6 separate regions of the Mus musculus genome follow, and all the other regions are linked to region 1. Evidence: chromatin contacts called from public promoter capture Hi-C data. All regions are on one chromosome and are shown on one strand. The core of a region is the stretch at or near the end of the contact, and the rest is flanking DNA. Distances in the headings are between cores, read along the strand shown. Region 1 holds the start of Il6ra (interleukin 6 receptor, alpha). Region 2 holds the start of Dap3 (death associated protein 3). Region 3 holds the start of Krtcap2 (keratinocyte associated protein 2). Region 4 overlaps Gm33845 (a long non-coding RNA gene). Region 5 holds the start of Efna3 (ephrin A3). Region 6 holds the start of Zbtb7b (zinc finger and BTB domain containing 7B).

Evidence for each region. Promoter capture Hi-C pulls out the DNA fragments that hold promoters and counts their contacts. Capture Hi-C pulls out chosen DNA fragments and counts their contacts.
Region 2: a promoter capture Hi-C map of neutrophils shows a contact between it and region 1, with 4 times the contacts expected there. The contact joins the promoter of Dap3 here to the promoter of Il6ra in region 1. A contact is called at or near these places in 2 of 39 promoter capture datasets (neutrophils and pre-B cells) and 1 of 115 datasets of contacts at active chromatin or transcription factors (microglia).
Region 3: a promoter capture Hi-C map of embryonic stem cells shows a contact between it and region 1, with 2.4 times the contacts expected there. The contact joins the promoter of Krtcap2 here to the promoter of Il6ra in region 1. A contact is called at or near these places in 9 of 39 promoter capture datasets (the 3T3-L1 cell line, the C10 cell line, the HPC-7 cell line and 4 more) and 1 of 115 datasets of contacts at active chromatin or transcription factors (pancreatic cancer cells).
Region 4: a promoter capture Hi-C map of liver shows a contact between it and region 1, with 2.5 times the contacts expected there. The contact joins the enhancer-like site here to the promoter of Il6ra in region 1. A contact is called at or near these places in 5 of 39 promoter capture datasets (the C10 cell line, embryonic stem cells, hippocampal neurons and 1 more), 1 of 15 datasets of contacts at CTCF or cohesin (the NIH/3T3 cell line), 1 of 484 Hi-C or Micro-C datasets (liver), 3 of 115 datasets of contacts at active chromatin or transcription factors (embryonic basal ganglia, forebrain and pancreatic cancer cells) and 1 of 9 other capture datasets (liver).
Region 5: a contact with region 1 is called in a promoter capture Hi-C map of hippocampal neurons, with 4 times the contacts expected there. The contact joins the promoter of Efna3 here to the promoter of Il6ra in region 1. A contact is called at or near these places in 8 of 39 promoter capture datasets (the 3T3-L1 cell line, the C10 cell line, the SN4741 cell line and 5 more), 1 of 15 datasets of contacts at CTCF or cohesin (the NIH/3T3 cell line), 1 of 484 Hi-C or Micro-C datasets (liver), 5 of 115 datasets of contacts at active chromatin or transcription factors (embryonic basal ganglia, embryonic forebrain, forebrain and 2 more) and 1 of 9 other capture datasets (liver).
Region 6: a promoter capture Hi-C map of adipose tissue shows a contact between it and region 1. The contact joins the promoter of Zbtb7b here to the promoter of Il6ra in region 1. A contact is called at or near these places in 8 of 39 promoter capture datasets (3T3-L1-derived adipocytes, the C10 cell line, cranial neural crest and 5 more), 1 of 484 Hi-C or Micro-C datasets (cortical neurons), 2 of 115 datasets of contacts at active chromatin or transcription factors (memory CD8 T cells and pancreatic cancer cells) and 2 of 9 other capture datasets (adipose tissue and macrophages).

What each region holds. Positions count from the first base shown.
Region 1 is chr3:89,910,534-89,915,325 of GRCm38.p6, reverse strand. Il6ra (interleukin 6 receptor, alpha) reads left to right here and starts at 2,130. Exons shown (of 10, transcript NM_001310676.1): 1 at 2,130-2,371. The coding sequence starts at 2,287.
Region 2 is chr3:88,947,849-88,952,640 of GRCm38.p6, reverse strand. Dap3 (death associated protein 3) reads left to right here and starts at 2,359. Exons shown (of 13, transcript NM_022994.3): 1 at 2,359-2,773. The coding sequence starts at 2,771. It also overlaps a transcript of Ash1l not described here.
Region 3 is chr3:89,243,654-89,248,445 of GRCm38.p6, reverse strand. It overlaps Krtcap2 (keratinocyte associated protein 2), which reads right to left and starts at 2,008. Exons shown (of 5, transcript NM_025327.3): 1 at 1,931-2,008; 2 at 1,514-1,668; 3 at 1,318-1,381. The coding sequence starts at 1,934. Trim46 (tripartite motif-containing 46) reads left to right here and starts at 2,549. Exons shown (of 10, transcript NM_183037.2): 1 at 2,549-2,731; 2 at 4,035-4,296; 3 at 4,519-4,792. The coding sequence starts at 2,669.
Region 4 is chr3:89,297,119-89,301,910 of GRCm38.p6, reverse strand. The region is part of intron 1 of Gm33845 (a long non-coding RNA gene); the gene reads left to right. Among named protein-coding and RNA genes, the nearest start is that of Gm33845, 3.5 kb to the left of the region's middle. Within about 2 kb of position 2,195, at least 105 of the 459 cell types and tissues checked have an H3K27ac peak or open chromatin away from gene starts, as enhancers often do. A contact at or near this core is called in hippocampal neurons, liver and pancreatic cancer cells, where this site is marked.
Region 5 is chr3:89,321,046-89,325,837 of GRCm38.p6, reverse strand. Efna3 (ephrin A3) reads left to right here and starts at 2,899. Exons shown (of 5, transcript NM_010108.2): 1 at 2,899-3,132. The coding sequence starts at 3,005.
Region 6 is chr3:89,391,130-89,395,921 of GRCm38.p6, reverse strand. Zbtb7b (zinc finger and BTB domain containing 7B) reads left to right here and starts at 2,544. Exons shown (of 3, transcript NM_009565.5): 1 at 2,544-2,887. It overlaps Gm15417 (predicted gene 15417), which reads right to left and starts at 4,058. Exons shown (of 2, transcript NR_040403.1): 1 at 3,416-4,058.

The DNA.
Region 1 (4,792 bases), core at 881-3,380:
GTTTGTTATCCTGACACTACCGACCTGGACTGCTGCTATATTCATCAAGTATTTGCAAGTGGATGGGATTTGCTCCAAAGAACAATTTCTAGACAGATCCACCTCCTAATATCCTAACTACCTAATTCCTGTATCCTAATAACTTTCCATTTCCACTGCCTCTAGGAGGGAGGTTAAAGTGTTTAAAAACCATCATTAAAATTAGGGTTGAGAAATATCTAAACAACACAGAGAAATTAACTATAACTTGCCCAAATCCTACAGCTATCAAGCAGTAGACCTGGGATGGGAACTAAACTCATCTGACTATGGAACACCCCCCCCCCCACACTCCAGGATCAAAACGGGGTGGATGGGGGGAAGCCACTTGGCCAGGGTTGCCGGGTCGTGTCTGAGATGTCTGCTCTTGCCTTCAACATTCCTTCTATCTGAGCTGGCAGCCTTCTGTAGCCTTCCTGTTTCAGGCCAGCAACTTGTCTCTCTGCAATTATTTTCAGGTCTCTGTTTACCACAGAAAGGAAGGAGGCAGCACAATGAGAGTCTGTTGGAAATTAATTATATTTTTAAGATAGGGCAAGTTCCACTATGCTTGCCTCGAACTCTGGATCTTCCTGCCTCAGCCTCCAGAGTTTTGGGATTACAGGTGTGTACTACCACATCCTCTTGCTATTTAATCCCATTTTAAATAGCAGGAGAAAAAAATATGTATTTTTTTTAGACAGGGCCTTAGACTCACAGCTATTCACCTGCTTCTGCTTCCCAAATGCCTGCCCCACCACAGGGAGAGAGAACAACCATGCCTTTCTCTCCGACTTATAGCGTGGCTGAGGAAGTGCCATCAAAACCAATCCCATTGTCCTGGGTACAGGTTTGGTTCTGACATCCACAGAGAGCGGTGGATGCCTAGGTCTGAGGCCAGCATGTTGCTTAAATAAGGTCATGTCTTATTTAGGGGTTCAGCCAGCACACACACATTCCAGTTGCCCCATGGACTCTAATCAGCTGAACCCTGAAATGGAAGAATACATTAAAACATACTGGTGTAGGTCCAGGGCTCCCCATCTACATTTTCTTTTCTTTCTTTTTTTTTTCTTATCCCTTCCCTTCTCCCTCTTGCTCCGGCCCGGCTCGCTCAGGCCCATAGGTTTTATTTGTTTCTCATTACAGATGGTTGTGAGCTACCATGTTGCTGGGATTTGAACTCATGATCTCCGGAAGTCAGTCAGTGCGTTTAACCGCTGAGCCATCTCACCAGCCCTAAATTTTCTTTTCAGTGTGTTTCTTTCCCTCTGCATTTGCATGGGAAGCTGCCCTGTAGCTTCAAGCTCTGTAGCTTGGAAGGGAACCTTGGTGGAGTCTGGTAAATAGCAAACGCCGGTTCCTTTGTGTCCAGTCAAGTCATGATGGGTAATCAAAGCCCTACTCCTTGTTGAGCAGTTAGGCTCCAGGTACATCGACAGTGTTTCCAGGAATCTTTATCATGGGCTTAAAAATACATCTCTAATAGGTGAGAAAACTGAGACTTCCGGATCGGGATAGCAATCTTGAGGAGGGTAACACATGTGTCTCTGGGCCAGACTCAAAAGCGCACACTGGTTTCGTTGCCTCTGCAGTAGCCTTCAAAGAGCTGCTCCTCCACTGGAAGATGAGAGGAAATCTTTTTCTCAGGTTATGGACGCCTAAGTTTTCCTTCAGACCAATTAAATCACAATCTCTGGGCTCGAAGCAGACATCGGTGTCTTTTCGGATTCCCTGTTTGATTCCCGTAAGCACCCAGGACACTGACCTGCCTTCTACTTTAACAGCCAGAGCCACTGGCTGGCGCTCATGAAAGCAAAACTCAAGCGGAGGCGCGGATGGAAGGAAGGAGGGGGATATTTCTCCTTATCTCAGCGTCAAAACCTGGGGAGGGGCCCTGGTGGGGGTCCCTGGGGGCTCAGGTGTGGCGCGGCTGCAGGAAGTAACCCCCTCCGGTGGCCCGGAGCGCTGGCCGATTGCGCCATCCTACTGGGCTTTCGTAACCGCGAGCCGGGGCTGCCAAGAGGAGCTTCAGCACCGGTTCCTCAAATGTTTCACTGTTGCCAGGACGGCCGGCTGCTGTGTGTCACGTGCATGTGGGAAGTCGCGCCCACACCGATCTGAGCCACGCCGGGGCGAGCGCTCGCAGTGCGAGCTGAGTGTGGAGCCCGAGGCCGAGGGCGACTGCTCTCGCTGCCCCAGTCTGCCGGCCGCCCGGCCCCGGCTGCGGAGCCGCTCTGCCGCCCGCCGTCCCGCGTAGAAGGAAGCATGCTGACCGTCGGCTGCACGCTGTTGGTCGCCCTGCTGGCCGCGCCCGCGGTCGCGCTGGTCCTCGGGAGCTGCCGCGCGCTGGGTAAGAGGAACCCGGAGCGGGCGTGGGGAATGTGACACTGTCTGGTTCCGTTCGCAGAGTGAGCCCCGCCGGTACCGGCTGCTAGCCTGGGCTGACTCACCTGTGCTGACGCGGTGGAGGTTCGCGCGCCCCCTGTTGCGTCTAGCGCCTATAACTGCGTGCTCCTGTCTGTGTCTGGCCAGTTACCTCAAGTCTGAGTACAGGACAGTGTGTTTTCCTGAAACCTGACTCTGGTGTCTGGTTCCCAGTGTTCCCAGTCTTACTCAACTGCATCCCGGGTCGCTCCAAAAAGAGATACCCAGAGGGCGCGCCCTAGTGGAACAGTAGTAGTCCCTTCTGGAGAGTCCTTTATGCCACTGGCTCTCTCTGCTTTAGTTGTGGCACCTCGCGTGGCTTTCCTTAGTTCTACTACATTCCATGTCGTGTGTAATGACAGTGACCCGACGGTGAAGGGTCTGACATCATGGGCTCTGAGTCATGGGTGTTCCCGCCTCACAAACTTACTCCTTTAGCCAACTAGCCCTAGCATGCAGAATGCCAACACCCACATCCATCCCAATCCTGTGAGTTTGACAGCAAAGGATGTGGGACCTCTTGGAACTGTGCCTCCGCCCCCTGCCCCAGCCCTCCCTGATTAGCAGGTGGACCAGGCGGAGGGTAGGGTAGGGGCACTGTGTTTACCTTCCTTGCACTCTGCCTTGTAGGTCTAGGCCTCTCTGTGGGCTCTGGCTTCAGGCCCAGCAGCCTGCCTGGTCTCTTCTGGAGGAACTGGGAGACTGCTTCTCTACAGGTTATTTTAGGGGCTGAGGGCTTATTCAACAACATAGAAAGAGCCAAAGGACATGGGGGAGATTTATCCTGTGCTGGTCGTGGGGACAGTGGCTTCCAGGCTTTCTTTCTGCCTGGAAGGTAGAATTCCTCAAGCTTGGTTTGTTACCCCTACCTATATTTTCTTTATATATATATATATAAAGAAAATATATATATATATTAGACAGGCTCTCCCATAACCCAGGCTGGCCTCAAACTTGTGCCTCTTCTGCCTCTATCTCTTGAGTGCTGGGATTTCAGGTATTAACCCACCCTGTATTTTACACGTTTTTAATCCTCTACAGGATTGACATAAAGCTTTGGGAGGAGCCTGAGGTTCAGAGAGATGCAATGGGAAGCATCAGGCCCCTCCGTGTCTCAGTGTTCTCCTGTGGGTACAGCTGAGGGCGTCTGGGGTAGGCTGAGCACCACTATCATCTGGTGGGATTCTGGGGGAGAAGACACTGATGAAAGAGAAGATCCCCGCTTAGCTGTTCATGGTGCCAGGCAGGACTGAGGTCCTCTCTTCCATCTTGGGAGAGCAGGACTGGGCCTCTCTGCCTGTCTCAGTTACTACTCAACATACCCCAGCGCCCCCACCACCACTTCCCTTTGTTCCTAAGGAGCTGCAAGGCACTTCGGAGACAGCGAGTTCTGTTTTCCTGTGGTTCAGAAAGGACACCCAAGGGTGGGGGTGTCTTCTGACCCAAACAGCCTTTAGAAGGCAGAACTGGGAGTCTGGGGAGGAAGTGAAAGCCCTGCCAGTTTAGAAGGAAGAGGCAGAGAAGTCCCCAGCCCATCTCCCACACCCACACTTGCACAGCTACAAACTGGAGAGTGACAATCAAGAAACAAGCACCAAACAGGAAGTGTGGAGCAAATGACTGAGATGTTTGGCTTTAGAGAAGTGAGGCCAGATGGAGATGGCTCTCTGGGGGGGAACCCATGGGTGGAAGATATACATAAACATATATATATGGGCAGGCGAGATAGCTCAGCACACGCACACACACACACACACACACACACACACACACTCTCCTCCATCCATCATCCTTAGTGGGTTTTTGCCTTCATGTATTCATGTCTGTGTGAGGGTTCCAAATCCTATGGAACTGGAGTTACAGTTGTGAGCTGCCATGTGGTGCAGGGATTGAACCTGGGTCCTCTGGAAGAACAGCCAGTGTTCTTAACTGCTGAGCCATCACTCCAGCACCAACAGGTGGGATTTTCATAGTCTGCCCCTCCAGGGCCTGCTAGGACTCCTGTGTCTTCTTCCACCTGGGGCCCAGGACCAGCTGGGACTGAGGCTTCTGCCAGGTCAAACTTTCTAGGCGCTGCTGACTGAGGACAGGCTGGGCATGGGTGGCTTCAGTCCCCCTTTCCTTCTGTAAGGCAAGAAAACACGCAGCAGCACCGATGCCTATGTATCTAAATCTCCTCCTGACTTCTGAATTCCCTCTGGGACAACCTCTTTCGGTCTACAAAACCTACCTGTATTCCTAGCCTCACCCTGAATCAGTATTTTTCTGAAGGATATATTTTTTATCTAGCATCAAATTTCGGCTAGGAAGGATAGATCTTTGTAAAAAAAAAATCACAATTTTTAAA
Region 2 (4,792 bases), core at 1,110-3,609, 960 kb after region 1:
GAGTCCGAAAAGATCCTGTCACTGGCAGAAATAAAGTCAAGCTGCCCAAATACGAGTGTGGCTCTTTGGTAGAATGCCTGCTAGCAGGGTTAATCTATTCCCCCTGACCCTCCCCCTGACCCCCCACCCCCCCCACACACACACACACAAAAAACCCAACCAGCAACAAACAACAGCTATACAGATACAAAGTAGGCTGTGGAAGCAGTTTAACTTTTTATTTATTTATTTATTTATTTATTTATTTGGTTTTGGGAGACAGGGTTTCTCCCTGTAGACCTGGCTGTCCTGGAACCAACTCTGTAGACCAGGCTGGCCTCGAACTCAGAAATCCACCTGCCTCTGCCTCCCAAGTGCTGGAATTAGAAACATGTGCCACCACTGCCCAGCAACACATTGGAACTTTCATACATACTAAGCTGTCAGAAGTGGTCTGCTTGCTTTGTAAACACAACAAAATTACAAATACCTATCTCATATAGGACAGTGTATATTCTATACATGTTTGACACTTTTAAGTTCTCCCAAGCATAATCTAACCAATCATATTTACCTACTTTCAAAATACACTTGTATTTGGCAATAACAATCTCCTGAGGCACTATGATAATATGGACAATACATTACTAAATTAGTAATCAAAATATCTCAACATTGCCACTAATTTAACACATGACCTTGGAAAAGTACCTCTTTATGCCGGGATTTCCTATTCTCCTATAATTTTTACAGTTTTAGGATTACGAACTGAAAGAGTACTCTGAATATAAAAACTTTATGCACTACTATAAATCCACACGGTCAAAAACATCTCCCCTTATTCTCAGCCTAATAGCGATCACTCTGAGGATGTTGGTCTGGCTTTCATATTTACACAACTGACTCTATTCAAAGGCACAGACTATGTCAAGTTTCTCCCCTTCCTGATCTTAGCATGCATTCTGTATTATCATACTAATCATACTAATGCTAAAATACATGCACATTTATCGACCTAGAGAACACATGTCCCAGCATTTGTTTTTAAATAAGCTAACTTACAAAGGGAACTTCCCCAAATGCAGGCAAACTCTTCCTGAACACTCTCCATCCTCGAATTATACACATATAAACAGAGCAGCTATAAACCAACAGACCATCTGGTCTTCAAGACCCAAAACATTTCTTTCCAAGTAGAAACTAACCAGTGACATTTATTAAACTTATTAACACTCAGATCACTATGTCATGTCTGCATATATTTCCGCCTTTCGAGAACACCACAGATCTTGTACAGGTAAACTACCCGCTGAAGATCATCTCCCTTGCTACTTTTGTCCCTTACTTAAACAGACATAAACTGGATCTTGGGGGATGCTCCAATCGGGCCTACTACACAAACTAACCTGTCAGGGGCACAAGCGACTCCGCCTCCACTCGCTTACTTTCCCGTCCCCCTCCCCCAAACCAAGAGCCCGCTGGTCAGGGACACCCCGTCACCCCGCCTAGAGGGACTTCCCGGTAAGCTCAGGATCCCTATCCCTGCTCTCCCTTCCCCCATCCTCACCCCGCTCTCCCGGAGGTCCAGGTCCGGGGGGGTGACAGCGGATCCCGGGTAGCCAAGGAGAGACTACTTGGGGCCTTCAAAGGCCTGCTCACACCGCACTACTCACCGTGCGAGGCCGAGAGCGCCGAGTGCAGGCAAGTGGAGAGAGAGAGGGTGGCAGCCTGGCGCCTCGGCTTCCCTGGCTCCACACTGTAACCCTTCCCGCTTGTCAGGAGGCGGCCAGCGGGTAAGCGGACCGGCGGAAACGCGAGAGAGGAGAAGCCAAAGGCGTAGGTCGGGAAAGGGGAAACCGAGAGAAGGCGGGTCCGGCAACCGAGACCGGGATCGTCTCCCCCCTCCGCAAAGCGAACCCAAAATGGCGGCGGGAGCGGCAGCGGCGGCGGCAGCGGCGGCGGCGGCGGCGGCTCTGGGGAGGGAGGGAGCGAGCGAGCCAGCGAAGGGCGCCGCGTGCCCCCCCTCCCGCCTCCCACTCCTCCCTCCGCGCGCTCTCCCCGCCGCCCTCCCTCCCTCCCTCCCTCCCTCCCTCACCCGACTCCGGCCGCGCAGCGCGCACGCCCGCCCGCACGCTTCCGAGTGGGTCCGGACTGGTCGCGAGCTGCGCCCTCCAACCACCGCCTCCGGCCGCCCCGCGCCGCCAGCACCGACGCGCTCGCTCTGGGGCCTCCGGCTCGCGCGCTCCCGACTCCCTCTCGGCCCTCACGCGTACCTTCCTTGGCGCGAGCCCGAGCCTCCTCCCTCCTCCTCCTCCTCCTCCTCCTTCTCCTCCTCGGCTCGCCTCCCTCTCTTCCCCGCCCCCACGGCTACCAACGGCAGCCACGGCTGCCGCCGCCTTCGCCCCCACCCCTCGAACGTGCGCCTCCCACAATCCCCCCCGCGGGACGTTCCATTGCGCGCCCCTGCTGGGGCCGGGGAGAAGCGGGCACGCCCGCGCAGACGAGGCTGGCCACGGTGACCGGAATGTTTTGAAGAGCGAGCGAAGGTACCTAGGCGCGGACCTCCTGGGACGGGCCACCGCGACGCCGAGGCTTGCTGCCCGCTTCCGGCCGCGGGGCGGGTGGCGCGGTGCCCCTCCGCTGGGCTGTGGTTGCAGCCGCGGCGACTGCGCGTTGGGTAGCTTCCTGCCACACGACCCGAGCTTGCTTCACAACTGCAGGACGGGTGCCTGGGATCCAGCCGCTGGCGGTGTGTGCGGGTCACCGGAGCAGGAGTCCTAGTGTTGGACTCATGGTAAGGGGACTGAGCCACACAGGGGATGCAATGATGAAGGAGGGAAAGGAGCGTGTATTTGAACTGCCCCGAGATAGGGAATGAGGGCAGCAGTGTCGGTGATCCTCCAAGAGGGCATCCTTCAGACCCGGGGCTGCGGACCTGGGACCGGAGGATGAACGGACAGAACGGCTGTTAATATGTTAATGTAGTTTAACCTTGTTAAAGTCCCAGAGGGTACCTATCCTCTGTGATGCTTGTGTGATCCTTGTGCACTTCTCAAAGATTGTGCGAACTCGGTTTGCAACTGGCAGCCTGATGTTAGAGCAGTGGTCCGCGCAGCCTTCCTAATGCTACGACCCTTTAGTACAGTTCCACATGGTGACTCCCTACCATAAAATTAGTTTTGTTGCTACTTCGTAACTGTAATTTTGCTGTTATGAATCTTAATGTAAACATCTGATATACAGGATATCTGATATGGGATCCCTGTGAAGGGTTGTTAGACCTCTCCTCGGGTCGCCACCCGCAGGTTGAGTGTGTGAGGGGATGAAACTATGCACTGAGATTTTATTTCTGGATTTGATCTTTTAGGCCTTCAAATTTTTCCAAGTTATTTATGAGATGCTGGTAGTAAAAATTAGCTAACCCCAAAATATACCTTCAGGGTTGGAGTATGAAATAATGAGATCATATATGTAAAGCAGAATTAGCTCCTGGGTACGGGGAAAATGCGGAGTATTATTGTTATCATTTACAGTGCTGTTGATGTTGATAAGATTTGTAGGTGTAATTGGTAGTTTGTGTTCTATTCATCTAAATTGCTAGTTAAACCAGACCTATGGCATTCATTGGCTGCTAGTATTTGTTTCCGTGTTGACATTGGATGAGTGAATTCAGGGCATGTGATGTTAAAACCCCAACGTTTGATCTACTCATTTTTAGTCTCCCACAAAAAGCAAAGCAAAATTTTAGAGGAATGGCACCTTAAGTTTCCTTTCTTATCTGTGAATTCTTACCTTTGTGATTCAGGGGAAATTTAAACATTACTGCGTTCCATTCATCTCCAGAACCCATTCAATTAATATTCAGTCTTTTTTTGGAATAGGGGTTAAATTGTCTTTTGAGTGGTTGTTTATTTGTTTGTTTTGACAGTCTCACTCTTTAGCCCAAGCTTGCCTGAAACTCTGACAGTCATCCTGTCTTAGCCTCTTTAGAGGTTGGATTATAGGCATGAACCCATACCTGGTTTTCAGATAACCCAACCTTTCCCTATTGGCTGTATGCATTGGGGATTGATTATCTTTGTGTTTCCTTCTTTGAGTTAAAGAGACAATCAGCCTTAATTGACTAGCTGTGAAGTTACTTTTGCTAACCAAGCCCATGCAGTCTACCCAGGGTTGCAGGAATCTTTCTTCAGTAGCTTCCTGTGTGCAACTTTGTATAGGTGTGTGCTTGCATGTGTGCAGACTGTCCGACTGATTTACAGGGTCTATCTCAAAGGACATGGAAATGTTAAAATCAGTGTCACATACTTAAATACTAGGACTAGAAAGCTTGAAGCTATAATCTCAACACTCCACAAAGTGGAGGCAGGAGGATGGAAACTTGGAGGTCATCCACAGCTATGCAGCAAAGTCTTGACTAGCCTGAGTTCCGTGAGACAGTCTCAGAACAACAGTGGGGTTGGGGTGGGGGGCAGGTGAGAGAAAGTTAGTCTGAAGAGCACTGACGGACTTCTGTACTGTTCCTGTTGAACCCTTACAACAGGGAGACTCTTCCTTTTCCAAGCAAAGCTTGAAGTTCAAAGAAATCTGTAACTTGATCTTTAGACTTTAGTTTCCTAACTTTTCCCCTATATCACACTGCCTTCGTAGTAAAAATTCTTTATTTGTATGTGTGTGTGTATATATGGGTGTTTTGTATACATGTATGTCTGTGCATCCTGTGTGTGTGTGTGTTGCCCCCAGAGGCCAGAAGAGGGTGTTGGGTCACCTAAGATTGTGAGCCCCTGCATGGGTGCAGGAGATGGGGTGAGGC
Region 3 (4,792 bases), core at 759-3,258, 670 kb after region 1:
TAGGAAAGAGGATTATGGCTTCTCTAAGAGGACAGGATACGGATGAGAGGGTGGAAGGGGCTAAGAGGTCCACTTGTCCAGCTGGAGCCAGAAAGGAAGGCAAAGAAGAGGATTTTTTTCTTCTCACTTCAAGACAGGTTTCACTGTGTAGCTCTGGCTGTCCTGGAACTTGCTCTGTAGATCGCGCTAGCCCTGAACTCACAGAGACCTGCCTCCCTCTGCCTCTAGTGCTAGGATTAAGAGCCTGTGCCATCACTGTCTGGCTGAAAGACAAGGTTTTTGCCTTCCAACAATTTCTTTCAGCATATAAGAAACACATGGGACAGAGTGGAAGAGACAGAAGCTCTGGGCATTGCTGGGCGGAAGCTCTGGAAACCTCCAACAGGGCCGTGAAGACAGCAACAATGGCGGGCTTCGGGGTTTCTGGGTGAGTCTTTCACGGGGCCACAACTGCTTGCTTTTCCCAGCATGTGGCTTTCCAAGTGGCTCGGTCCTGATGCCGACTTTGTTTTATGAGCCCTATTCTCCATCAGATCTCTATATGAACCATCTAACAAGAATTATCACACACAAAAACTGATCTATCAGGGCTGGAGATGTGCCTCCATTGGGAGAGAGATTGCCTAGCATGTTCAAGGACCTGGGCTTAATCGCCAGCACCTCATAAACTACATGAGGTAGTGCTAATCTCAGGACCTGGGAAGTGGAGGCAGGAAGATCAGCAAGTCAAGGGTTTAGTCATTCACAGCCACACAGGAAGTTCAAGGCCAGTGTGGGCTACAGAAGGGAGGAGAAGAAAGGAAGAGAGAAACAAGCGGATGCAGAGAAAGAGAGTGAGCTCTAGCGGTTATTCTCTATTCTCCTTCTGTCAGGGGTCCTGCTATTGGTAACATCCCAGTGAACACAGACTTCACAATCTCCTCCAGCAGCAGTCAATAGTGCGGGCTCAGTTCCACATCAGAATCCCTCAGTGGGCTTGGTTTTGCTTTCTTCTCTCACAGGGACAAAGAACACCTTCTCCTGGATGCCTATCAGACATCAGCCCAGGCTTGACTGTTCACTTGAAACCTGTCCTGAGAGCAGACCAGGTTGGCCTTTTTCTTTCTTTTCCTCTCCCTCCCCTCCCCTCCCCTCCCCCCTTTTTGTGCTTCTCTTCCAGCTCCAATAAAATGCTTAATCTGAAAGCATCTTCTGTCTTCAAGATTGTGTTAAGCAAATGTATTTCTCCTTTATCATCTAAGCACAGGGAAATTCGGCATCATGTTTGGGAGAGGTTTAAAAAAAAAAGAGTCCAGTTAACTATTGAGTTTCACTTACTCTCAGGGAAGATTTTTGCTTGGAAGCCTTTACCAAAGACCAGATTCTCCAGATTATTGAAGGCCTGGGTGATGTAATTAAGGAGAAACTCACGCAACAAGATAGGAAGTAGAGGGACTGCAAAGCCCTTGCCACCCACTCCCGCCCATGTTCTGTTCATACACCCCCGCCTCCCCTTCCAGCGCGAGGAAGATACAGTCAGGGAGAAGACGAAAAGGCCGGAGCCCAGCAGGCCCCCCTGAATGGTGAGCCACTCGGTGGAGGCCAGCTGGCGGCTGTAGATCTGCATGCCAGCGAAGAGCAGCAGGGACAGGAGGGAGGACAGCGCCAAGGAGGTCCCGGTACCGACTACTATAAATGAGAAAAAGAGTCAGGCTAAGATTCAGGCAGATTCACTCCGGAGCTTGGCTCACCAACCACTTCCAAGTGACCCAGCCCCCACCCCACAGCGACCTCCAGGAACCACCCGGCCCTGCACACCCAAGTTCCCGCCTGTCCGGAGGAAATGCTAGTTCCCAGGACACGTCAGCTTTACCGAGGCTACGGAGAAAAGAGGACCACCCCAACGCCCACTCCCGCTAGAGCAGCCCGGGCATCCCGCCGGTGCGGTTACCCATCACGCCCCGTCCGTGGTCCAATCCGTGTCCCTGGAGAAAGAGGGGAGCCAAAGCCGGCGCGGTTGTCTGTACGCAGGCGTCGGGGCCAACGTGGACTTGCTTTACTTCTTCCTCTACGCGCCTTGGGTGCAGCGCCCTCTTGTGGCAAGGAGGAAATAATGCTTCTAAGAGCATTCTAGGCCACCGCCCTGCTTGGTCTCCAGCCTTCTGTAGCCAAGGCATCTGCTGTCTCTCTGGACAAGCTGCACTCATCTTTCAGTCATGATCCCATGGCCTAGAGTCACCTGTGCCTTCATTGCTATTCATGTCATCTCCCGTACAACTTCCTCAGACCTCCCTGACCCACTATAATTGCCTCAACAACTCCCGAAGATATGTGCCACCCAAGATGTAGCACCGTCCACCTGGAGTTGTTCTTCTGAAACGAGCTTCGTGCTTTATGTGAGTAGTATGACCAGGAATCGATGCAAGCTTCTAATAGGAGGAATGGTTCCTACCTCAAATACCCTCCATGTTACCCACCCCCTAGACCGCCTTTGGAGAACCACGTGGGAAGAACTATTTCCCACCCCCTACCTCGACGGACGCAGTTCGAAGCTAGTCCCTGGAGCATGCGCAGTGACATCTCACCCTCCCCACCCCTCCCTTCACCCCACCCGGCTCCTGCATTAAGCCCCGGGTTCGCAGCAGCAGCCAGGATCGGGCACCCGGGGGCGGGCGGGCACAGTAGGGCCATGGCTGAGGGTGAGGATATGCAGACCTTCACTTCCATCATGGATGCACTAGTCCGCATCAGTGTGAGTTAAGGTGGGGTCAAGGGGAAGGGAGGGGATGTAAAGGGTCGGGGCAAGCCAGACCCTTGAACAGGTGGGGGTCCAGGAAGAATATGGATTATAGAGAAGGGATTAGTTAAGACAGAAATGACTGGGAGGGCGGAGACGCAAGTGTGGAGGGATCCTGGGGACAGCCGAGTGGTGAGACTCCCGTTTGCTGGGGTGTAGGCAGCGAGAAGCTGCCCGGACCCAGCGGGTAGGCTTGGGGTAGCTGCCAGGCGTGCACCAGGGCTATGAGAAGGGGCATGTGTGAGCTTGGATGTTTTCCAAGAAACTGAGGACAGGTGTGGCGGGGGGTGGGGTGGGGTGATGAAAAAACCGCTCCTGGGTGCAGTTCCCAATTTGGACCCCTCCCGACCACCCCCCCTACCGCCCCCAACCCCCCCCCCCGCTAGCTGCCGTGCAGCCTCCCGTTGCCATGGTAACCCGTGCCCGTCTCTCCCAGAGGCGGTGCCAACCCTGCTCCCCCCCACCACTTCCTTCCCCCTCCCTCCCTCTCCCTCCCTCCTTTGTGTCAGCTGCGCCCCTGACCGGGATGGCTGCGAAGAGAGGGACCAAGGTGAGGTGTGGGGGTGGGGAATAGCCAGAAGACCCCTCACCAAAAGGGGGAGGGATACTTCCGGTGGGGAGGGGGCAGGTAGGCGGGGCGCTCCTTCCTCCCCCACCCTAGATTGAGCAAAGGGTTGAAACAGGCCGAATTTCTCCACCAGACTGGGTCTGATAGCTCTAGTATAGAAGGCAAAGAGAGATGGGTTGATTTGGGGAGACTGGAAGAAATAGAATTGAAGAATGGAGGATGGGTGCTGGGGCGCCGGCCAGTGCCCAGCCGGTTCAGAGAGCTAGCGCACCCTGGCCGCGGGGAGCAGTCATGCGTCTAAGGGTTGCTAGAGAAAGGGGCGGGGGACAACACCCAGCTGTAGAATGGGTGGTGCCCTTGAAATAAATGCTATTAATCCAGAGATGGAGGGATGGAGACAGGTGAGGCGGGAGGACTGCCTGCCAGCACTGCTGCAGCGGGAGTGATGGGGGTGGGGCGCGATGGTGGGGGAGGCCAGAGCTCCAACTGTACCTTCTTGGTGGACCTTAAGCTCCCCAAGAGGGGCGCTGAAGCAGGAGACAGAGAGCTGGGGAGGTGTGTGAACCAACGAAGGCGGGTACTGGGCCAAAGCAGTAGGTAGCTTGTGCTGCCCTTCCTGGCAGCCAAGGGACCGGGCTGAGATTTGCCCAAGTGTCCTAGCTCTCACACAACCTCCTGGTCCCTCCACAGACAAGCATGAAGAACATGGAGAAGGAACTGCTGTGCCCAGTGTGCCAAGAGATGTACAAGCAGCCACTAGTGCTGCCTTGTACCCACAACGTGTGCCAGGCCTGTGCCCGGGAGGTTTTGGGCCAGCAGGGGTACATAGGCCATGGTGGGGATCCGAGTTCGGAGCCCACTTCTCCTGCTTCCACCCCTTCTACCCGCAGCCCCCGCCTCTCTCGGAGAACTCTCCCCAAGCCAGATCGCTTGGACCGGCTCCTTAAGTCAGGTGGGGCTGGGGCCTGTGGGATGGGGTGGGGATGTAGAAAGATGGAAGAGGGTCAGGGGCATCTGTCTGTCATTCTGGGGTGGAGCTTCTTACTGCTTGTCTGAAATTCTAATGAGAGCTGATCTCTGGCGCAATGAAATTAATTCCACGTTTTAATTGATCAGATGTCACCCACCCCAGCCAGCTGTAATTCTCACCTGTGCCTCCTGGGTCCATCTACAGGCTTTGGGACATACCCTGGGCGGAAGCGTGGTGCCTTGCACCCCCAGACGATCCTATTCCCGTGCCCAGCCTGCCAAGGCGATGTGGAGCTGGGGGAGAGGGGCCTTTCCGGGCTTTTCCGAAACCTGACCCTAGAGCGAGTGGTGGAGAGGTACCGCCAGAGTGTGAGTGTGGGAGGAGCCATCCTGTGCCAGTTGTGCAAGCCCCCACCACTAGAGGCCACCAAGGGCTGCACAGAGTGTCGAGCTACCTTCTGTAACGAATGCTTCAAGCT
Region 4 (4,792 bases), core at 946-3,445, 610 kb after region 1:
GGTGTATATTTATGGGTGTATTGCCTGCATATCTGTCTGTGCATCCTGTATGTGCAGATTGCCCTGAGAGTCCAGATGAGGGCATGGGACTGGAATTACAGAGAGTTGTGAATTAACAGATGGGTGCTAGGAGCCAAAGCCAGAAGCCAGAAAAGGGTGTTGAATCCCCTGGAACTGGAGTTACAGATGATTGTGAACTATCATGTGGGTGCTAGGAATCAAAACCAGGTCCTTTGTAAGAACAGCAGGTGCTCTAACCACTGAGCTCTCTTTCCAGCCCCATGTATACTCTTTTGTACAGTGTATTGAGGTGGGAGGGGAGTAGAGACTGAGATAGGGGGATGAGTCCAGGGCCTCAAATACTCACATGTATCAGACCAACCCTTCTTACTTTTTGTTCTTTTGAGACAGCATCTTGGGCTGGAGAGATGGCTCAGCGGTTAAGAGCACTGACTGCTCTTCCAGAGGTTTTGAGTTCAATTCTCAGCAACTGTAATGGGATCTGATGCCCTCTTCTGGTGTGTCTGAAGATAGCTACAGTGTACTCACCATATATATAAAATAAATAAATAAAAATCTTAGAGAGAGAGAGAGAGAGAGAAAGAGAGAGAGAGGGGGAGGGAGAGACAGAGAGAGAGACAGCATCTTGTAGCTCAAGGTCGGTCTTAAATCCCTGATCAATCTGCCTCTGCCCCTCAAGTGCCAGGATCACAGGTGTGCATTGCTGTGCCCAACTTGAATATATATGTATGTGTATGTGTATGTGTGTGTATATGTGTGTGTATGTGTGTATATGTGTGTATATGTGTGTGTCTGTGTATATACATTATTTTCCTTCCCTTTCTTCTCACTAAACACTCTCTTATATCCCTCTATCTTAAAAAAATTAATAAACTTGGGGCTGGAGAGATAACATTAGTTGTTAAGAGCACTGGCTGTTCTTCCAGAAGAAAGGGGTTCAGTTCCTAGGACCCACATGGCAGCTCACAACTGTCTGTAACTCCTGCTCCAGGGGATCTGATACTCTCACATACCTAACAATTATTGATTGAATTACTGATTAAATAATCAATTATTGTTTGAATATGAGACATTAGGCATTTAATGTTTTTTAATGCTAGATTTTTTAAAATATTTATTAATTTTTATGTATGTGTGCTCTACCCGAATGTACACCATCATGCCAGAAGAGGGCAACAGATCACTGAATAGATGGTTGTGAGCTACCATGGGGTTGGTGAGAGTTGAACCCAAGACCTCTGGAAGAGCAGACAGTGCTCTTAACCGCTGAGCCATCTCTCCAGCCCTAATAGAAGACTTTTTAAAACATTTCTTTCAATACTTTTAAGCCTTCCTCAGAAACTTACATGAGTTTTTCAGGACAGAGAGACAAATGGTTTGCCTTTGGGGGATTGCAGGGTCTCATGTGAGCCTTGAACAGGCTGTGAGGCTGACCTTGAACTTGTGATCACTCTAATTGCACTTTCCCAGGTGTTTGCCACAACATCCAGGTGGATTGACCCTTCAAAGGTTCACTGCTAAGTGATATTTGGCAAAAGCAGAGCAGTCTTTGACCTAGGGCTAATCTAAAGAGGCAATATCATCCTGGAGTGTGGGCTGCTACACCAGCTAGCCAATCAGGAGATAGAAACCACACAGTACTTTGAGCAGGAGAAGTTTAATGTGAGAACTTATTAACCATAATAAGGGCTTAGAGTAGGGAGGGGTTGCCTGGCAGAAGTCAACAGAACTCCAAAAGAATACGGGAATTGTCAAGCACACTTATAGTTCAGGAACTCTAGAAGCTGAGGCAGGAGGATTGCTTAATTCCAGGAGATCAGGGCCCACCTGGGCAACATAGTAAGTCTCCATAGTCTAAAATAATAATAATAAAAATAATGATAATAATTTTTTCAAGGAGAGCACGGGGAATGGCGGGTATAACGGCAGCCACTTCTCCAGTGGTCCTGCGCGACAGTAGCAGAGGAGTTTCAGCGGCTGCAGAAATCAGCGCGGATGCGTCAGCATCGGGAAGAAAAAGCGCTTTTCTCAGACTGTCTCTGCAAGCGCCCCCTCCGGTTTTACAAAGGCTTTGAAGTTTAGAGGTTATGCATCTGGAACCAGCCAAGAGTAGTCAAGGCAAGACTGCCTTTCCGCGGTGGCTTGTGGGATGACGAGGGATTGGTGGCCCTGGTGAGAGCTCTGCTTTCGTTCTCCCACAGTTCTTAGCAAACGAGACTGGCTTCCCCGCAGGCTGTGTTACTCATCCGAAGCTGAAGACCTGAGGGACGCTGTACCAGTTTCCAAAGTCCCTTCTCTGTACAACTCCTGTCTAGGACTCTGTGCTGCAAACTAGAGCTGCCTTGGTCTTCCTGGGCTGCATTCCTTCCCTTCCTCCCCTCAGAGACTCTGACTCGCAGGCTGCATCTCCCACACCCAATCCTGGAATTTCCACCCACGAAGCTGCGTGGTCTTGGGGCTCGCTTCATTCGTGTTTGCCCTCTCAAATAGCACCCCAGTTTTACCTCTTCTCCTGTGTCTGATTATCAGTAACAGGAACTATTCTTTTATTTATTTATTTATTTTTTTTTCCGAGACAGGGTTTCTCTCTGTAGCCCTGGCTGTCTTGGAACTCACTCTGAATATCAGGCTGGCCTTGAACTCAGAGATCACTTGCCTCTGCCTCCTGAGTGCTGGGATTAAGGGTGTGCATCACTATTGCCAGGCTATGTGTTTAGCTATTTAAGACAAAAAGAGAAGAAAATGGTCCCTGTACTCCATCAGGACACAGTCCAGAGGTTTATGGAGTGGGATACAGAATGGGCACAGTGAGAGAATACGTGCTTAGCGCTTTGGAAGCCTGAAGCACGCTCTCAGTGTCAAACACACAACAAAGCTGAGACTGCGTAAGTGGCCGCGTGGATAGGGACACTTACTGCTCTTGCAGAGGACCTGGGCTCAATTCCCACAGCCAGCTAGGAGATCTCTAGACCTAGGGGGTCTGACATCCTCCTACATGCACGTGGAACACTTACATACACTCAGGCTCACACACATTAAAAGATAGAATCAATACATACTTTCTTTAAAGAAAATTCTAGTCTGGGTGTTGTGGCCCATGTTTTTAATCCTAGCTCTCAGGAGGCAGAGTCAAGTGACTCTCTGTTAATTAAAGGTCAACTTGGTCTATATAATAAGTTTGAGGCCAGCCAGGGTTGCGTAGTGAGTCCCTGTCTCAGAAACAAACAAAAATAAAACCCAAAAATCAAACCCAAGACCATTACACTCAAAACCACCTGTGATTTGGGGAGTCTTTCCTCCCCCTCCCACCATGACTCTGACTTTGTTTGTTTAGTTGTTTGGTTGGTTTTGGTTTTTTCGAGACAGGGTTTCTCTGTACAGCCCTGGCTGTCCTGGAACTCACTCTGTAGACCAGGCTGGACTCAAACTCAGAAATCTGCCTGACTCTGCCTCCCAAGTGCTGGGATTAAAGGTGTGCACAACCACGCCTGGCTTCGTTTGCTTTTTAAATAGACTTTGCAGAAGCCCTGCAATGCAGACCTAGGGGTTGGAGAGATGGCTCAGTCCTGAGGAATGCCTGCCCCAGAGGACCTGAATTCTGGTCCAAATACCCACATCAGACAGCTCCTGTAGGCACCTGTAACTCATATCTCCAGAGTATTCAATAGCTTGGGCTTCTGCTGATACCTGCATTCACGTGTGTATACCCAAAAGCAGATACACACCTGCATGTCATTTAAAAGAATATAAATAAGTCTTTTAAAAGAAGGAGGAAGAGGAAATGGGTGTGGCCCATGCATTTACTCCTAGCACTTGAAGGCAGAGGCTGGTGGATCTCTGTGAGTTTGGGGCCAGCCTGGTCTACAAAGCAAGGTCCAGGACAGCAAGAACTATTGAGACCCTGTCTGGAAAAAAACAGAAACAGAAAAGAAAGGAGAGAATGTGGAGCGTGAAGCTTCCCACAGAGTCCCTTGTAAGACCTATGATGTGGCTCAGTGGTAAAGATGGAGGCCTGGCAGTTGGGCTCTGGATTTCACCCCAGTACCAGAAAAAAACAAAATAAAACAAAACAAAACGCTTCTATATATCAAATTTTATAATCTGCCCCTCTTTTATAACAGGGAGGCCTTGTATTGTAATACACACATCATCCCTTTAACTGTCTCTAGTTAATTTTACTAGACCACAGCGATAGTTATACACAGTTAAACGGGACCAAACAACTTTGATGAGAAACCATAGTTGCTGCTGTTGATGGAGGATCTCGGTGGGGGAGCACTGCCTGGTATGTGCAGGGTCCTGAGTTCAGTCCCCAGAGCTACTAAACAAAACAAACTAAACAACCACAGCTCCCTTGACAGCTTTCCACAGCTCCCAATCCCACAGGCAAGCCCTCTGCTGGATTCTCTTCTATGCACCTTACATTTCCAAAGCTACAGTCTACGAGGAAAGTTGTCTTCTTGTGTCAGTGTTAGATTTTAGCACTCTGCCCAGGAAGGTGAGGGCTTGGTTTTTTGTCTTACCCCGACTTGGTGCAGGGCCGCACACCCACTCCTGATGGGTTAAATGAAACGATTTGGTTAGATCAACACTTAGCATTTAGTTGGTTATGAAACTGTAACCACTCTTCCCCACCGAGCCATGTGTTTGTCTGTGAGTCATTTCTTTCTTCAGCATTTTCTTTTGCTTGGAGCTAGTAATTAACGGGAAAGACCAACTACCCAAGAGAGACAAGGCCAGAGACTAGGAACAGTTCACAGGAAGGAAATGC
Region 5 (4,792 bases), core at 1,650-4,149, 590 kb after region 1:
AGGGCTACACAGAGAAACCCTGTCTCGAAAAACCAAAATCCCAGCACTGGAGGCAGACGCAAGTGTTTGAGGCTAACCTGGTCTAAATAATGAGTTCCAGGACAGCCAACAATACATAGAGAGCCTCTGTCTCAAATAAGTAAGTTAGTAAATAAATACATAAATTCCCAGTCCCCTTGGGGCTTTTGAACAGCTGTAGCTAGGGATGCATATACTGCATGGTCTATACACAGAACTGCCTCATACCCTTGTGAAGTTTGTACTTGGCACAAAAAAAGTTACAACATACACAAAAAGAAGCTGGCATTAGCATTAGCTCACACTCCCTTACTAAGATGGGGAGACACATAAGCCCACTTCCCACCAAAGGAAGTTGCACGTTTTTTGTTTGCTTTTTTTTTTTTTTGTACAAAGTACCACTTGCCAAGAGTGCACTCTAGAGACAGAATCTTCATAGAGGGGCCCAAATCAGTCAGCTAACACTTCCATGGAAGAAGCCTGAATACCAGAGGATCAGATCCCACAGACACAGGCCCCACAGAGTGTTCAAAGTCGGATTTTGGCCAGAGAAAAAAAAGATGGTCTTAAACCCAGGGTTAAACAAAGAGGGTCCCAGGAAAACAAGGGAAACAGTTCAAGGAAAACAGCCCCCCTTTAAAAAACTATTTATAATTATGTGTGGACCCCCCTTGTGTGTGTGTGTGTGTGTGTGTGTGTGTGAGTGAGTACAGGTACCTTTTGAAGGTGTAAGATCCACCAGAGCTAGAGTTACAGACAGTTGTGAACCATCTGGTGTGGGTCATGGGAAATGAACTTGGGTCCTCTTAGAAGAATAGAAAATGTTCTTAACCTGTGAGCCGCCTCTCCCGCTATGAAGCTCTATGGATGACTATTGGTCAGAGAGGGTGGAGTACAACATTCTAAAGAGAAATTTCTGGGCTCTAGAGAATGGGGCCCAAATCACACAAATCTTTAAATTAAAGCCAGGTTTTATTATTTGTGTATTTTTCCAGTTATGGGGATTGAACCTAGGCTCTCATACAAATGCCCTACCAATAAGTACATTCCCAGTTTGGAGCCCAGATTCTAGAAACAGAAATCTTAAGTTTTCAAAAAAAAAAAAAAAAAAAAGTTCTGGACCAGTCCAGCACCCTGCACTCGTATGCTTGTGGGCAGGCTACCCGGTGACGCTGCCTTACAGAGAGACGCTTACTTCTTTGAAGCAAAGGTATGGCACAGAGGGGCTGAGGCTGGGGCTGGGGCTGGGGCTGGGGCTGGGGCTGGGGCTGGAACTCCCAGGAGTAGGCAGTTAGCATTATTTGGGTGAAGCAAATCTCTTTGGGAATGAAGAGAGCTGTTTGCAAAGTCCCTCACTCCCATCTCAAAGGGCCTCATTTATTTTCTGGCTCCCAAGAAGAGAGAGAAGGTATCTCCCAGGAGTGGAGAGGTATCCCAGGAGGACAGCACCCACTCTTGCCTAGCAGCAGGGAGGCATGGTACCTACTGTGCATGCGGTGCCCTTCCCCCAAGGCAGGCGTGTGGTCAGGGCCTTGTACTGCCAAAGGTAACTGACTGAGGTGCTGCTATCTTTCCTACCTCTTGAAACACAACAAAACAGCAATGTGCCTGCCTCCCTGGGCACAGGTGCTGTGGGTTCTAAGAACCCAGTAAGGCCCGGTTCTGCTTTGTCTTTCAGTCTGGGCTTCTGGGAAAGAGACAAGATAAGGGGTGAATGCCTAGTAGATCTGTATTCTGGATCCCTCACAAAGAGGGTCAATCACATGGGAGAAGAGTGTGTCTGTATACGTCAGTGTCTCTGTCTAGGGGCCTATGTTTACACCAATTTCTACTCTATAGGCACCTTGTGTGCCTAGATTGGACTGTATGTCAAGTGTCCATTGCTCCTGTTTCTGGATATGGACACCTTTATTTTTTTTCTCTCCCATCGCTGTGTGCATGTCATCTTTGTGCCTGTATGTCCCTAAGAAGACAACTGCTGTGGCAAGTGCTGGAATATAAGGTGCCCTCTGTCCTTAGAGAAAGCATCTATGGAAGCAGGAATGAGCGTGCCTAAGGACATCACTGAGGGAATCGGAGGCAGTGAGGGGACCTCTGTGGGCTTTCCAAGAAGACTGCTCCATTCCTGCCTGGCTCCAACTCGCCTTGGCAACTCACCACCACCAAATACCTTTGCCCTGGATTACCATAGAAGGCTTAGGCTTTTTTTTTTTTTTTTGAGACGGGGCGGGGGGTGGGGGTGGGGGGACACGGTCTCGCTGCGTAGCCCTGCCTGGCCTGGTACTTGTTACACAGACCAATGTAGGTGCCCTCGAACTCACAGAGATCTGCCAGGCTCTGCTTCTAGAGTGTCAGGATTAAGGAAGTATAGCTACTGTGCCCAGCCCCCAGAAGGTGACACTCTGGGCTGAGGTGTTCTGGTTTGGCTTCAGGTGAGGGCCTTCAGGCAGCCAGCTGTTAGCTCTTGGTACCACCTGAAGGCTTCCCCATCTTGTGTCCATTTAACTCCTTGCACACATGGAAAGGGGTGGAGGAAGTAGAGGTCCGATATGGGTCTACTCTTGCTTATTCCAGACGTAGATCTTCGCTCAACGCCCCCACACTCTATGGAGAAAGGTGTGGACCTACACCAGATGTATGTCCAGGTCTTGGCTTCCAAATCCTTCTGTGAACTCCAAGCTTGGGGGACCTAAAGACGCAAACCTCTGCAGCAAATCACCTAGGAGAGAGGAGAGGCGCGTTGTTCCTAAAGGGGCTACACAGTATGGGTCGCCCACGCGCGGCGCGCTCTGGGCTCAAGTGGGGCGGAGCCCCGCGTGAGCGCGCCAGGGGCGGGGCTTCGGGGGCGCGCCCAGAAGGGCGGAGGGAAGGATTGTGGGCGTGACTAAGATTGGGGGCTGGCAGCGGCGGCAGCAGGGAGCTGGGAAGCTGAGAAGCCGGGAGTGCGGGGCTCAGTCGGGGGGCGGCGGCGGCGGCGGCTCCGGGGATGGCGGCGGCTCCGCTGCTGCTGCTGCTGCTGCTCGTGCCCGTGCCGCTGCTGCCGCTGCTGGCCCAGGGGCCTGGGGGCGCACTGGGAAACCGGCATGCGGTATACTGGAACAGCTCCAATCAGCAGTGAGTCGGGGACCCGGAGAACCCGTGCGTCCCGCGTCAGTGATGGGGGAGCTGGTGGGCCCGAGAAGTCCTAGGGGAACCTGGCAGCAGTCCTGGGAGACAGGCTTGGTACCGAGAGGCGAGGGAGAGGGGACGCACTATGTGGGCGTCTGTGAAACTCGGGGGTGTCTGAGAGAAGCTGTTGGGGCATAGTAAAGAGCGCTCTGGCCGTGCGGAGGAGGCTGTTGGGGGTCCCTAACCCCATCTTGGTTTCTCTCCACACTCGCCAATGGAATAGTGTTCTCTGTCCCGTAGTCTCCCCCACCATCCACGCTCCTTTTGGCTAGGTTGAAGTCTGTGAGTACCGGTGTGCTAGGGATAGGCCGCTGCGTTTGGGAGCTGAAGGATGACCTGTTTTCAGCCTGTAATGTTGATGGGGTTCTGCTTAAGACTCTTGGTTTTAAAAGTGGGGTTCGGCATTAAGGCAGGAACTCCGATTCTCCACCTCCTCAGGACGAAGGGTAAGGGGTTGCTCTGGTTGTGTGAATAAGCCCTGCTGGGGTGAGCCGGGCCAGGGTCGCGAAGTTGGGGGGCCCTAGGAACGCAGGGTACTGGTGAGAAGGAAGAAGGCAGAGATGTCGGCATGTCACACACACACACACACACACACACGCACACACACACACACACACACGCACTGAAGCTAGGGACGGCGTATGGCACTGAGTGTGAACGGGCGTGCGCGGCTGTCAGTGTGCGTGTGTCTGTGTGTGATTTGTGTGTCTGCGTCGGCGACCGTCTAGGGGTGGGAGCGGGCGGCGGATCGGGGAGGGGGCTGCGGTCGGTGTCCGCGTGGCCAGTCTTGTCTGGGCTGGGGTGGCTCTTGGCGCCGCCGCGGTCTGGGCGGGTGTCAGGGCGGCCGTGTGGTTTCCTCCGGTGTGTGGCGCGGCGGCTCGGTGCCGGCTGCCGGACCGGGCCATCATTCTGCACAGTCCTTGCTGCCCTTGTCTTCTCCCTGCCGAGCTGTCGTGTGTATCACTCTGGCCACCTCAGTGTATTGGTAGGGGGATCCCTGGGGACACGGGGATCACTGTCACACCTGCCCGGGCGGTGGCGGCAGCTTTGCTTCTGACTCTCCGCCCTGGGGGCCGACTAGGGAACAAATGGTGAGACCCCAGGGGAGGGGACCTGAAGGGCCTCGACCACGACCCCCAACCTTCCGGGGGAGGGGCTCCTGCTTGCTGCTCTGCTCTTTGTTGTTTGGGGCTCTGCGCCTCCCCCTCTTTCTCCTCGCGCCCAGAGTGTCAGACTGGGGGTGGGGATGAGCTAATGACGCCCCCCTTTCGCTTCCCATGGAAACCTCGGGGGTGGGGTTGCAGCCCCTCCCCCCCGGAGCGGGACTCCATCCTCCCCGGGGGGCCCCGAGGGCTGACTCCCCTGCTGTATCTATCTTGCTCATCCCCCCCTTAAGATTTACACGTCCGACCCCCGCCCCGCTACAGTCTGGCACGAGCAGAGAGCTCGCAGGCGAGAGACCCTGGGTTCCCCGCCACCCTTGGGGAACCCCACTGCTGGTAGCTTGCCAGAGCCTAGGGGGTGTGGAAATAGCCTTGGGGGGAGCGTTGATCAGGTTCACCTCCCCCGCATACACCTGGGCGCAGGTGAAAGCTCCGGAACGGGA
Region 6 (4,792 bases), core at 1,295-3,794, 520 kb after region 1:
CTTGCTGCGGCTTTTATCCTTCTCAGGGCAAACATCTCATTCTCGGGGTATTTACTCACCTACTTCTCTCGTGCATTAAAGTCTAGAATCTAGAAAGTTGCCTGAAGATGTAAGTCTGAATGTGAGGATGGGGGACGCTCACCAGGAAGCCCCTGCACACCCCACACTTGCCTTCCAGTTCTATAGCAGCTCAGGTGTATATGGGATTGATATGGGGGTCAGGGGAGACGCCAGATTCCCAATAAGGGGGCGGGGTTCCACCAGCGCTTCTTGGCCTCGGTCTCTGGTTTGGCAGTTACGACCCAAAGCGGGGGAGGGGATTTAGACAGAAATTTCAAGTCCGTGTTCCCCCAACATGAAAGGGAACTAATAACTATTTGTACCACAAGGAAAAGCAAACATGGAAACATGAAATGGAAAAGAGCCACTAAGGAACTAACAGTAGATTTCCAGAACTGCTAAAGAATGATAATCCAGCCGCAGAAAGACCCGGGTTGTGTCTAGCCAGAAGCAATTCCAGAGGCAGGGGTGGAACAACAAAGCGGTTCGCGTCTAAGTCCCTTAGAGCTAGTGACAAGACCCTCACTCTTCTGGAGCCCTGGGCCACTTTCCTACCCTCTCCCAAATCTTTTTCCTAGATCTTGTACCCTTCTCGTGAAAGCAGTTTTCCCTCCACTTTACTTAGGTGTCTAGTACTGTTGCCTAGCACGGCTTACTCCCTGGTCAGCAGGACCCTGACAGTAGAAGGAAGGGAAAAACCCTAGTCCAGACACATCTTGCTCGGAATCCTTCCGACAGTCCTGCGGGGCCGCTAGGAAAACCTGGAGCAAAGATCAGACTTGACCTAGGGCGTGCTGGTGTTGGGGGCGGGGGAAAGCGGGACAGAAACAGATAGGAAAACCCGGAACGGATTGCTTGAGCCAGAGTTCCTCATGCTAGCCACTGGTCCCTATTGCCCCCCTAATTCTCCAGTGAGATAATGTCTGGGGTGAGGGGCTGTTTAGTTTGGCTTGAGCCCTCCGGGGCGCCTCACACTTTCCGCCCCTGGCTGAGGGGCAGAGCAGCGGCCTCGAGGCTGAGTCATGGGGGGGGGGGGGGGGGGAGAAAGAGGGAGGGAAGGGCCGACTCCACCCCTCCCCCTGCTTGGGGATCCCGGGTCAGCCCGGGTGAGGGCCAGGGCCCCCCTGGCACCGCCCATTGTGGTCCAACAGGTTGAGCTGGTGTCCTGCGGAGCCACCTGCTGGAAAGGGAAGGAGGCCCCCTGCGGAGGGAGCTGGGAAAGAGAACAAGTCCGACCCGGTTCCGCCTGGCCTGCTGCTGCGAAGCCGAACCTGGTCCTAGAGAGCGGGATTTGACTCCGTTTGAAACGAGTAGGAGGGGCCCTTTTGGGGTCTATAGCATCGCCAGCCCAGTTGTAAGCGTCCCTCAGAGACTACCATTCTTTGGGTCGGGCACTTAAATACGAATACCGGTTTTTCCCAAACCCACTTAAGCAAACATCCTAAACCACCCAGGTCTCTATCGTCACCTCGGGGTCTGAGTGAATCTGCGCCAAGATCCCTCCACTGTAGGGTCTCAGTTTCTCCACTAAAAGTACCGGCTGGTTGAAGGCAAAGCGTCGGGGCCCCAGAGGGAGCGCACCTCCCCCTTCCCCTTCCCAGACTCAGTCCCTCCCCTTTGAAAATGCCAAGGCAGCAACGGGCACTGGCTAGAGCGCAAAGGCTCCTTGCCCCGGGCACTGTTCCCTCCCCGCGGGGCGCCGTCACGCGTGGGGAGGGACACAGAGTGCCCACAGACTCGACTCCCCCGCTCCCTCGGAGGGGGATGGGCCAAGAGGCTGAAGCTCAATGTCTAGAGGTTCTCTCTCTTCCTGGGGCTCTGACCTGGTTAAAGCCCCTCGGCAGGACCCCACTCTTTCTAAATTTTAGGTCTTCATCCCCAGCAGCGTATCCGTAACCTCTCATACCATTCCCTCCCCAGGTGGTGACCCTACAGAAGCCCCTCTTGAAAGAGAGGAAGTCCCTGAGGGGGCTGCTCCATTCCCTGGCCACTGCGGACACTGTCTTCGGCCTCCCTCCCCTTCTGGTTTCTGGCCAGCCCAGGCTCCACCCCCTCCCTGGATGAACCCTAGGCGCGTCCCACATGGGATAGGCGGGTGTTCAGGCCAATGGATGGGCAGGGCGGTGGCGTGCAAGGGGTGGAGCTGGGCAGCAGCAGAGGGCTGGACGGGGGTCGGAGGCGGAGCTCCAGTTAAGGTGGACCGGAGGAGATAGTGGTAGAAAGCAGAGAGGGAGAGGGATCGCGGCAGGTGAAGGGAGTTTGAAGGAAAGAAGGGAAAGGAAAAGGGTGGGAAAGGCTCAGGGAGCGAAGCAAAATCTCGGAGAAAAGGGACGAAAAGGAGGGAGGGACCCATATGCTCCCTGCTGGAACTAGCTGTTGGAAGAGGTGGAAGTTTATGTCCTTATTGGGCGGAGGGAGGGGGTGCCTGGGGGGGGCGGATGAAAAACCAGGAAGTGACAGAGGGTGTTGCTAAGGGTGGGGGGGGAGTTTGGGGGTGGCAGGGGCGGGGGGAGGGAGGGGAGGGATGGGGGGAAAGCAAGAGAGAGGACAGGTGAGACAGCAGGACAGGTGAGGCGGGCCTTGGGGGGGGGGGCGAGTGGAAGCCAGGTGAATGTACGGCTCTCCGCGGCCAAGGGGGGGGCGGGCAACAGGAGGAGGCAAAGGGTGGCGGAGGAGGAGCCCCCCAGCAACGAGCAGCGAGCCACTGACCGCGGCCTTCTGACCAGGACCGGAGCAGAGCCCCAAGCCCCCCAGCCTGGCGGGGGACGCGCTTCTTCCTACACCCTGTGCCTCTGCAGCTCCAGCGAACGGACCCAACGGCTGAAAGGTAAGTGAACCCCACTTTTTGTCCCTTGGCTCGGGATACACTAAACTCGAGCCTACTGCAGTGTCCTTCGTGCGTCCTGTGAGACCCCTGTACACACACGTACACACACACACACCAGATTTCAACCAGTCGCATTCCCTGTAGCTTTCCTGGGTCTTTGGAATTGGTTTTAACTTGGAGGAAAGGTAGAGAACTATGGACTATTGGCCTCCCCCCAACTCTGAGCGGAGGGTCTCCAGAAACTTTCTTTGCACTTCTAATATCATACAGACTGTGAGCTACGGGATGGAGAGGGGGTGAGCTGCACTGAACTTACCCCTACCCCCAGTCGCTTTTGTGACTTTAGGGGGAGACCCCAGACCCGACCGAATGGAGGGAATGGAAACCCTGACGGACTATAACTAGGACAACGCGTGTCCCCACCCACCCACCCAGCTCCGCGCCCCCCTGGCACGGTGGGCTGGACCCAGGCCAGTGGCACGGGGGGTGGGGGGCAGCGGGAGGAACCGCGGCTTGGGGGAAAGTTACCGGCTGGACTATTCGGTTTCTTGCGCTTCCAGAGCCGCGTCGTCTCTCCAGCGGTAGTGCGGCTCAGCAGGACGACCCCTCTGCCCCTCCCGCTCCGCAATCACATTCCGGTCTCTCAAGCCTCAGGCCCACCGCCACCTTTTCAAAGTCAGCTTTTGCTCTCACAACTCCAGTGCGAGGGTGGGTGATAAGAACTCGACCTACCAGCGGTCTTGCCGCCGGCGCCGGCGCACCTGCCCTGAGCAGAGTGGGGGTCGCTGTGTGGTAGAAACCTAGTGCGCACCGCTGGCCGAGGTTGGCCATTCAGAGGGGTGGGGGGCGCTGCTTTCCATTTCCAGCTTTCTCTCCCCTCCTCCCACCCCACCCAAGTAAGAGAGCGACGTGTCCTGGCCAGAGCGGGGGGGGCGGGAGTGGGGGGGCAGCGTGGGCAGCGGGTTGTGCCCGGACACGTGCCTGCCCAGGCGCCCCGGCCCTGCTAGTGTTTGGAGAGAGGGCGGGTCCCCTGCCCCCCGCCCCGCACAACCCCCATGTATCAAAGGGCGGCTGAGACGTGGTGAGACCTCGGGGCGCCCTGGGGGGGCGGGGGGTAAGGCGGGGAGCCTGGGTCCGGAGCAGGGGAGGGGCAGAGGCGCCGGTGCTAGCTGACCCACAGGAAACGAGCACTGCTGACCTAGTTTGGGACACCGGAAGTGGGTGCTGGGGAGAAGGGGAGACCGGCAAGCTGTCCTGGCTTCCGGGCCAGGTGGAGGGCGTTCTTGAATTGACCCCCTCCCGAATGCCTTAGAGACCCCTAGCTGCAGCTGAGAACGGGAATGAGTCAGCGCAGCTATTTCTCCTTCCCCCAACTTATTCCCAGAGGAGGGGACCGTTTATCAAGGGTTGGGGGGAGTCAGATTGGGAAGTGAGGAGTTAAATAAACCAAGATAGGAACTCTCTGTTCCCTCGAGGCAGTGTGTGTTTTGGTGAGGGGGGGGGCGCTAAGGCCTGGAGGATTATTCGGTTGCGTTTTGCTACCCCACACACACCAACTGGTTTGGTCACCCCTGTACCCTCCTGGCACTGCTTATGGAGCTGGCATGGAGTGGACATTAGATTGGGAGGAGATACTGGGCATAAGAAGTATTGTGTTGGGCAGGAGAAGGGCATATTTCTGACTTGGTTTGGATGGTAGCTAGTGTTCCTCCTTCGTGGTTAACAAGGACAGGGGGCTCCCCCCGGAGCAGCTGATGAAACAAGGAGAAATCTCTGCCAGTGTCTCCTGTCCCTGGCCCCCGGGACCCCAGCTCCCCCAGCGTGCCTGTTACATGGTTGCTGTAGGCACGCTGTTGCCTGCTGACACCCCCAGACACTGTCCCCCCCTCCCTTGGGTACCACCAT